Regions from separate parts of the Sus scrofa genome. Here region 2 is linked to region 1. The links are chromatin contacts, called in public Hi-C maps. All regions are on one chromosome and are shown on one strand. Each heading gives the region's core, a stretch centred on a gene start, on an enhancer-like site or on the middle of the called end of the contact. The rest is flanking DNA. Distances are from core to core; before and after follow the strand shown.

What was found. A called contact is a pair of places that touch in the nucleus more often than the background predicts.
Region 2: a Hi-C map of alveolar macrophages shows a contact between it and region 1, with 2.7 times the contacts expected there. The contact joins the enhancer-like site here to the promoter of PPP4R1 in region 1. A contact is called at or near these places in 2 of 5 promoter capture datasets (fetal liver and liver), 14 of 47 Hi-C or Micro-C datasets (alveolar macrophages, blood, brain and 10 more) and 2 of 2 datasets of contacts at active chromatin or transcription factors (alveolar macrophages and skeletal muscle).

Annotation. Positions count from the first base shown.
Region 1 is chr6:98,461,337-98,465,461 of Sscrofa11.1, reverse strand. PPP4R1 (serine/threonine-protein phosphatase 4 regulatory subunit 1) reads right to left here and starts at 2,629. Exons shown (of 20, transcript XM_021096060.1): 1 at 2,512-2,629; 2 at 2,376-2,420. The coding sequence starts at 2,518.
Region 2 is chr6:98,363,073-98,367,343 of Sscrofa11.1, reverse strand. All of the region lies in intron 1 of RAB31 (ras-related protein Rab-31), which reads left to right. Among named protein-coding and RNA genes, the nearest start is that of RAB31, 21 kb to the left of the region's middle. Within about 2 kb of position 2,188, at least 11 of the 83 cell types and tissues checked have an H3K27ac peak or open chromatin away from gene starts, as enhancers often do. A contact at or near this core is called in alveolar macrophages, liver and retroperitoneal adipose tissue, where this site is marked.

The DNA of each region.
Region 1 (4,125 bases), core at 1,380-3,879:
CAGAAACAAGCTTTCTTGGCCTCCACCAGCTCGGCCAACACAGTGCAGTTGTGAGGGCAGCCCAGCCCACTCTCCCTAACATCCCAATGTCCCAGCTTCTCTTCTGGCTCTGGGTGTGACATATGACGAGCTTCCCATTTCCCTCCCTTCCCACCTCGCCTGGACCGAATGTCCCCCTCACCCATCCCAACATGACAGATGCCAACTGCTCCTTCAATTGGCCATATATTCGAAGATCCCCTGCTCCTGAACATCTTGGGTAATGTTATCACCTGTAAAAACTGTAGCAGCTTAGAAAAGTAAGCAATGATTCTAACCAACTACAAATATGCAAATAAATTATCTGTTCCTTCAAATGTCTCACGCTTTATCCTGAGTTAAAACACACCGGACAACACTGTAAATCAGCTACAAATGCATTAATACACCCACACACAACACCCCACTGGGTACTAATAGGACCTTAAAGAAGTTAACTGCGGAGTTCCCATTGTGGTGCAGTAGAAACAATCCAATTAGGAACCATGAGATTGCGGGTTCGATCCTTGGCCTCGCTCAGTGGGTTAAGGATCCAGTGTTGCCGTGAGTTGTGGTGTAGGTCGAAGACACGGCTCAGATCTGGCATGGCTGTGGCTATGGCCAGCAGCTGTACCTCCGATTAGACCCCTAGCCTGGGAACTTCCTTATGTGGAGGATATGGCCCTAAAAAGCGAAAAAAAAAAAGGGGGGGGGACAACAAACAAGCAATAGTCACCATCTACCAGCCACTATTCTAAGTGTTTTATATGCATTTATTTGTGCAAGGCTCTAAACAACCCTAGACTGTGGGTAATAGTAATTACACTAATCTAAAAACGGCAACATAAGGGCACAGGGAAGTTCAGTGAGTTGCCCGAGTCTGTCCAAAGGGGCGACATGAAGACTGGAGGAAAGCAGTCTGGCCTCTGAGCCGTCTAACAACTACTGTGCGAGCATGCCCCCACACCCTCATTATCACACTTGTATTAAAACTGCGTGTAAACCACTAGAGGGCATGGATTGTGACCATCCTGCCCACTGGTAGATCCTCAGTACCAAGCAGAACTCTGGAGGGTCATGAATAAATCATGGTTGAGTTCTTCACAGGTATGGCTTCTCTTCTAGGTTGCGTTCCCTAAGGGTCAAGGGCACAACTAACAGGACAGCTCACTTTTTAACCTTGACGAATGCATGGCACCTAAGTGGTAAGAAATGAGTGACAGCCCTTAACACCTGCTGAAGGAATGTGTTTTCTATTTACAAAACCTTGAACCTGAATATAAGCATGAGACGCCCCTGCCTCATCAGAGCCACGTCTTCAAGCCTAACTGTGCAAAAAACCAATAGCTACCTTAACATTTTAAGGTCACTAGGAGGGAGACAAGTGTCCTAGGGTAAAACATCACAGGAAATGTAAAAGTTGTCTTTAACTACCTGAGCGCTGCTCCCTTAAAAGAGCTCGTTACTTAAAAAAAAAAAAGTAAACTTATATTTTGCCAAAAATAAGTTTACATATGGTTCACTCACTTAAAAAAAAATACTCTTTTTAAGGAATCCTTCTAAAGAGTAAATCGCCCTCACTTCACTCAAAACACCCAGTCTTTAAAAATTGAGCTTATTTGTGGCAAGGGACACATTACACAATGCAAAAAAAGATTAACTACACGGCATTTAAAAGAGCTATTTCAAAGTGCAGCCACCTCTGTATTACTTACATCGACAGTAGCCACAGTAAATCTCAGCTCTGCCCGAACACACCACAAATTCTACCGCGGTTATCTCTGCAACTCAAGGACAATTTCCAAATTATTCTGTGTTCTCAGAAGAGCACACACGAAATGAACAAGTCCTTTCTGACGCTACTCTGGAAATGTCAAACTTTGTTTTGTTTTCCTTTCAGCCAAAGAATCGACTGTGAAAACTTGAGCATCTCCAAGAAAGCAGACATCTGAGTGTTCAAGAAGGCCTGGCGCCGTGCGAACCGCGCACCCTAGGAACGCGGCGGGGAAAGCGGCCCCTCCCGCCAGGCCACACCTTCCACCTTCCCGGCCCCCGGACCCCGGCGCCGGGAGACTGCGGGTCTCCGGCGTGCGGTGCCGCTCCGCGCGGGAGGCGCCCAGACCCTGTCCACGGTCCCAGCCCTCTGGCCCGGGAGGGGCCGCGGAGGCTCCCGGGCGCCCGCCTGCCCCGGCTTCCGCCCGCCGGTGCTCCCGCCCGGCCGCCGAGCCGCCCCCTCCGAGCCGGGCCGGGGACCGAGGGCCGGGGGCCGGGCGTCCCCACAGCCGCCGCCGCGCCGGGATCGGCCTCTGGACCCCACCGCCCGCCAGCCCCCCGCCCCGAGGCCGGCGCGCACTCACATCCGTCCGCGTCCTCCTGCAGGTCCTCCTGGAGCAGCGACAGGTCTGCGCCGAGGGAAAGAAGAAAGCCGTCAGCCCGCCGCCCGCCGCCCCCGGCCCGCGCCCCCCGCCCGCCGCCCCGCCGCGGGGCCCGTACCCGCCATCTTGCGGCGCCCCCTCCTCCGCCGTCGCCCGGGGACCGGGGCTACAGCGCGGCGCGCGCGGCGGCCGGTGGACGCGCGCGGGAGGCGGTGCCGCGGGGGCGCGCGGGGCGGGCCGAGCGCGGCGGGCGGACCCGGCCGCCCCTGCCCGCGCGCCGGCCCGCCTCCCGCCTGGCTCGCTCCCGGCCGCCCCGCCGGCGCGCTCTCGGCTCGGCCCGCCGCGGTACCGCGTGCGGTCGGGCGTCGTTGCCGCCGCCGGGGGCCCGCGCCGAGTGCTGGGCCGGGCGACCGGGGCGGGCGGGGCCTCGCGCCGCACGCTTTGTTGGGTCACGGCGCCGCCAGTTCGGTCGGCGGGGCTCAGCCCGGCCGCCACTCTATACACACACAGACACACACACACACACACCCCGCCCTGGCGGCTGCGCGCGCGGCCTCTGCTCCGGCCGAGACCGGGGCACTTCGGAGCCGGGAAGCGCGAACAAAGCCGCCGAGGGCCAGGCGCGGCGGGGCGGCTGGGCTCAGGCCGGTTCCGCCCCCTGGGCGGCGGGCGCGCGCGGGGCGGAAGTAAGGGCGATCCCCGACCTGGGGTTACTAGGATGAATGAGGGACAGCTGGGTCCGAGCGTAGGGTCCCTGACCTCCGCCGGTGCAGGAGGAAAGGCTTCTTTCTAGCTGTAGCTTTTATCCTGAAAGTGTTGAAACAATTTTGGTGGTATATGAGGTGCTGGAGTGAAACCTGTATCACAGGTTTTATTTTCCCTTGTTTTTACATGAGTTAAATGACGAGTACGACCTCTTCCACTCGAGGCCTCGGAAAGGCTCAGCTCCTGAGTGGGGAACAAAACAATGAGGCATCCTTACAGTTTTCGGAACAGGCCAGTTTAAAGTGATGCCACGTTGGGGGTCTGGACTCCTGGGGAGCAGAGAGAATTCCAAATGGTCTGCACTGTGGCCTTAACCAAGGGCACTATTACATTTAATGCCGTTAAAGACCCTCTGAAATTCATGATTCTGTGTAATAAAGTGGATTCTACTAGCTGTTCCAAAAACTTGCCTCGCAGATGCTACAAGATGGAATGCATGTTGCATAGTATATGTTAAGTTTCTGGGAGTAATAATAACTGGAATAGCACCTACGAGTCTAGTTGTGTGTCTTATTTTCTCAAATACAGAGTAATTAAAACTAAGAGCCAAACTGTCACGACCCATTTCTTCCCTGAGAGAAGGCCCTTCCCTGAATTCAGGTGACACTAATTCTCAAAATGACAAGGAGTTAGAAATTCACAGGCTATCAATTGACTCAGCCTGTAAGCATTTTGCCCAATGACACCTACCACTTTAACAATTCCGGGTGGAGGGGGGCAGGCACAGGATTTGGCTCTTTACACGAAGCGGTGATCTCCTTGCAACAACACAAGATCCAGGTCGCCAACTATGCTTCAGCTCCTGGACACACAAAAATAAGGAAACTATCTGGATGGTCTACCCAGTAAAGGCAGACTTCTAATTCTCAATGATTGTGCTGAAGTAGAGGTTACATACCCAGTGTTAGCCAGGGATGCAGAACGGCTAACCCTGCTTTTGCCTCACTGTGTTTTATCTCACTTTCTC
Region 2 (4,271 bases), core at 939-3,438, 98 kb after region 1:
TACTTAGGGTGTCCTCCGTGTACCCTGACTGTTATTTTCTGTTCCTCCTTCATCATCCTGTTCCCTCAGGTGTGTATCCTGTGTGTCTCACACTCTGTGCTGTGACCTCTTGGGGTCTCTGAGCTAATTGGACCTTTCTTTCTCTCTCTTTCTTTTTTTTTTCTTCTTTTTATGTCTTTTTAGGGCTGCACCCACGGCATGTGGAGGTTCCCAGGCTAGGGGTCAAATCAGAGCTGTAGCCGCCAGCCTACACCAGATCCGAGCCATGTCTGTGACCTACACTACAGCTCACAGCAACGCCGGATTCTTAACCCACCAAGCAAGGCCAGGTATTGAACCTGTGTCCTCATGGATGCTAGTCAGATTTGTTTCCACTGAGCCATGATGGGAACTCTGAAGCTTTCTTTTCATATTGTCCTCCAATTCAAAGAGATAGGGCAAAACTCAGATAGGGTAAAACAATTATGATTTTTTTTAAAGAGCAGCTTGAAACAGTTTCTTGGTTATGGTTTCTTGTTTTTTTGGCCCCTCCCACAGTATGCAGAAGTTCCCAGGCCAGACATCAAACTCCCGACACAGCAATGACTGCACTGCATCCTTAACCTCTAGGCCATCAGGGAACTCCAAACAATTATGATTAAGGTTTGCAAAATGATTCCCAAGAGTGGCTGTCAGATTTTGATCTATGAGCAAGGAAAAGATTGTGTGCATATTTTCTGTGGCGTGGTGTGCACACAGAAAGAAATCTGAGACTCTTCTTGTCTCCTGTAGGGGAGTTGGGTCCTTGCTGTCCCTCAGGGATGCCACATGGTGGAGAAACACAGACACTTTGTGGGTGTCCTCTGCCTGCCCTGCCATGCAGTGACTGGGTCCCAGGATCAAGGGGTGGCTGAGGAAGCCCCTGAGCCCCAGGCGCCTGGGTCCTCTCCGTTCATTCCTTCCTTTTTGTGTCTCCCCAGCCGTGGTCCAGACTGAACCGCAGCTGGTAGCCAGCCCAAAGGTCTGAGGTCTGAGGGTAGGCGCAGGGCACTCTGAGTTCCTGCTGTTATCTGATGGGGAATATTGCGGGAACAGCCCTAGGGGTTTGTGTTTTGATTTTTTCAGAGAAGGAGCAAACGGAGAGTTCAGTGGTGCCGGCCAGCCTGTGGCTACCATTCTGAGGAAGTGTAAACATCAAGCTGGCTTGGTTGGATCTAAACTCAAGGTTAAATGTCATAGAGAACACAAGCTCCAAATTTTTTTCCTTTGGTCATCAGAATGACAGGATGCTGCTGCCGTCTGTGTGTCCTGGCTGACCCTCTGTTCCTGGATGCTAGAAAGATGCAGTTTGCCATTTAGATGCATTTAGCAGAAGGGGATCCCTTCTCGTAAAAATGCAGGCTTGGCATGCTCTGGGATTTGGAAACTCCTTCTTAAAGATCCTCATCCTTTTCTGGGAGAGAGGCAGACAGACAAAATAAGGGTCAGCGCAGGCACACTTTACAAGTGTGTTTTCGCTAGCCTGTGATGCTTGGGAAAGTTGCTTTTATGCCAGTTTGGGTAAGTTGCCTGCTGTAGGGGTAGGACACTGAAGTGTGAAATTAGCTGCTCAGGTCACATGGTCAGATCACGGTGTGGCAGAAGTTGGTACTCTGAGGTCGGAGAAGTTCTGCAATCCCATTCCTGACCCCGAAGTTGTCCCAACCACGGAGTGAAGAAACACACTTCCTTTGCTTCATCTGACCGGATTATCTGTAAACTTCTGGCCTGGTTGCCTCAGTCGAACTGCAATCTTCCTGCTTGAGCGAGAATTCTGCGGGGGAGGCGGGGGCAGTGCATTGTAGGTCCCCAGGGCCGGAACACGAACAGACAGAAGGGTCCAAATTGAAACCAGAATGATGATTTCACTCCTGGAACAAGGAATCTTCTTTCCTTGTACATTTATTTTTCTTCCTTGATTTTTTTTTAATCAAGTCAATCAGTTGTATATTTGTAAAGCTGGAATATAGAAATGGACATCCTCTGACAACTTAGAGAGCACAGAGCTTTCTGTCCCTTAGATTCCTAGTGCACATGTAGGAATGACCTTTAAACCATGACTGTGGCCCAGGATGCAGATGCAATGCACCCGAGGTCAGTGAGTGGCCAAGGCGATGCTTGGGGTGCTTAAGCCGGAGGCAGCTGGACTTTGCTGTTGGCCAGGCCCAGCCATCAGGCAATCTTTTCCAGGCTTTCTTTGCTGAATGGCTCTTCAGCTACAGTCATAAAGCAGCACATTATCACGTTATGGTTTGGACATAACTGCCTGCCAAAAAAAAAAAAAAGTGAGTGTGATGAAGTGATGGCAAAGCCCAGAGCGTGGAGATGATGTGATACCACTGGGCTCAGCTATAAAATCCTTATGGGTGTTTCCTCCTGGGGGTCAGGCTTTGGATGGGTAGCCCCTATGCTTCTGGTGGCCATCAGGAAGTTCCAGCATGCCCCAGACCCAGCCAAAAAATAAAAATACAGGGTATCCATGGAACCCAAAGCCCGGTGTGGCTGAGCCTGGGGAAGAGAGGGGATGTGCCTGAATGCCTAGTCCTTGGGCTGCTTGGCTTAATTGCTCTCCACACAGCTGCTTCTCATTTCCAGTGCAGGGATTTGTATAGTGGCTGCCTCCAGCCTCCACTTCACACGGTGGTTCTTACTTTGGGGGCTTGGTGCCTGGGTTTCCCAGCCTTTCGTGAGGGATACAGAGAGTCCTTTCCCCCAGTGCTGGCAAGTACTGATTTTAAGTCTGTGACAACGGCATGAGCAGAAATGTGAAATCTGAGGGGTGTGCAGGCAGCTTGCGCCAGCCTCAGCATCCAGAGATTTCTGTGTTTGGCCAAACAGTGTTGAGATGGTGCTGATAGATGGATCGTTCTTCTAAAATTTCTGTTTCTGACTATGTCTTATAGGTTGCAAGATATCTTAGGATAGTATTGCATGGGTGCAGTTTGTAAATAAATACACACTTCTCAGAGGATGCACACATCATTTTCTATAGATGAGCAGTCTGGGGCTCAGGCTTTATGGGCATGCTCATACTGCATGTAGGTACCCACAGTATCTCTGGGAATATTCGGTTACTCATACAAGGGACAGTTCCTATCTTGAGAAGCACTCACTACACATTTTCTTTGCTACCCTCCTATCACGTGAAGAGGAAGGTGGTCAGCTCTATGGGGTTGTTATCAATTTATCTACACCTATTTGCACAAAATCATGTTTTAATATAGAAATTAACCAAAGTTGTTCAGCTGTAGGAAACTGTCTATTATTTCACTTCGAGGGTTTTTTTTTCCTTCCATTTTTGACCACCCTGTGGCATATGGAGTTCCTGAGCCAGGCATCAGATTTGAGCCACCGTTGTAACCCATGCTGTAGATGTGGCAACACCGGATCCTTTAAGCTACTGTGCCGGGCTGGGGATTGAACCTGCATCCTGGTGCTGCAGAGGTGCTATCAATCCGCTGATCCTGTTGTGCCACAGTGGGAACTCCTCACTTTGAGATTTCTTAGCTCTGGACTTTTTCCTCCCTAGCTTTTTTTTTTTTTTCTTTTTTTGAAAAGAATTCTATTTTCACTTTGCCCATATTCTAGTTAGGTTAAGTTATCTCTACCAATATGAAATAAATCTAACATTTTGTTCAATCTTTTTGAAAATTGAACATTATTTTATTAGGATCATGCAGCATACATTTGCATAATAAATGCATTTTTATTTCTATGAAAACCTTACCAAGTTCTTTTTTTTTCTTTTTTTGCTTTGATCTTTTTTCTTTTTTGAGAAGTAATTGGCATAGAACATTATATTAGTTTCAGGTATACAACGTAATGATTTGACATTCGTATATGTTGTGAAATGATCACCGCATAAGTCTAGTTAATATCCATGGCCTCACATAGTTAGACAATGTTTTTTTCTTGTGATGGGAACTTTTAAGGCATACTCTTATAGACTTGTAAATATACAATACAATGTTGTTAAGTCTGGTCCCCATGCTGCATGCTTCGTCCCCAAGGACGTGTATATCTTACACCTGGAAGTTTGTATCTTCTGACTCCCTTCACCCAAGTTGCTTCCGAAGGCCCTCCTGGTCCCATGTGCTCAGATCCTCTAAGGACTTGCTGCCGTAGGACTGGAATCATTTAGTGTCAGGGAAAGAACATCCTAGAGATGGAGGCCTGGGTTTGGCGGCGCCCCCTTTGGCAAGCAGTGTGCCTGTGATGTGCATGGGCCCCAGGTTCTCCATCTGTAAACCCAG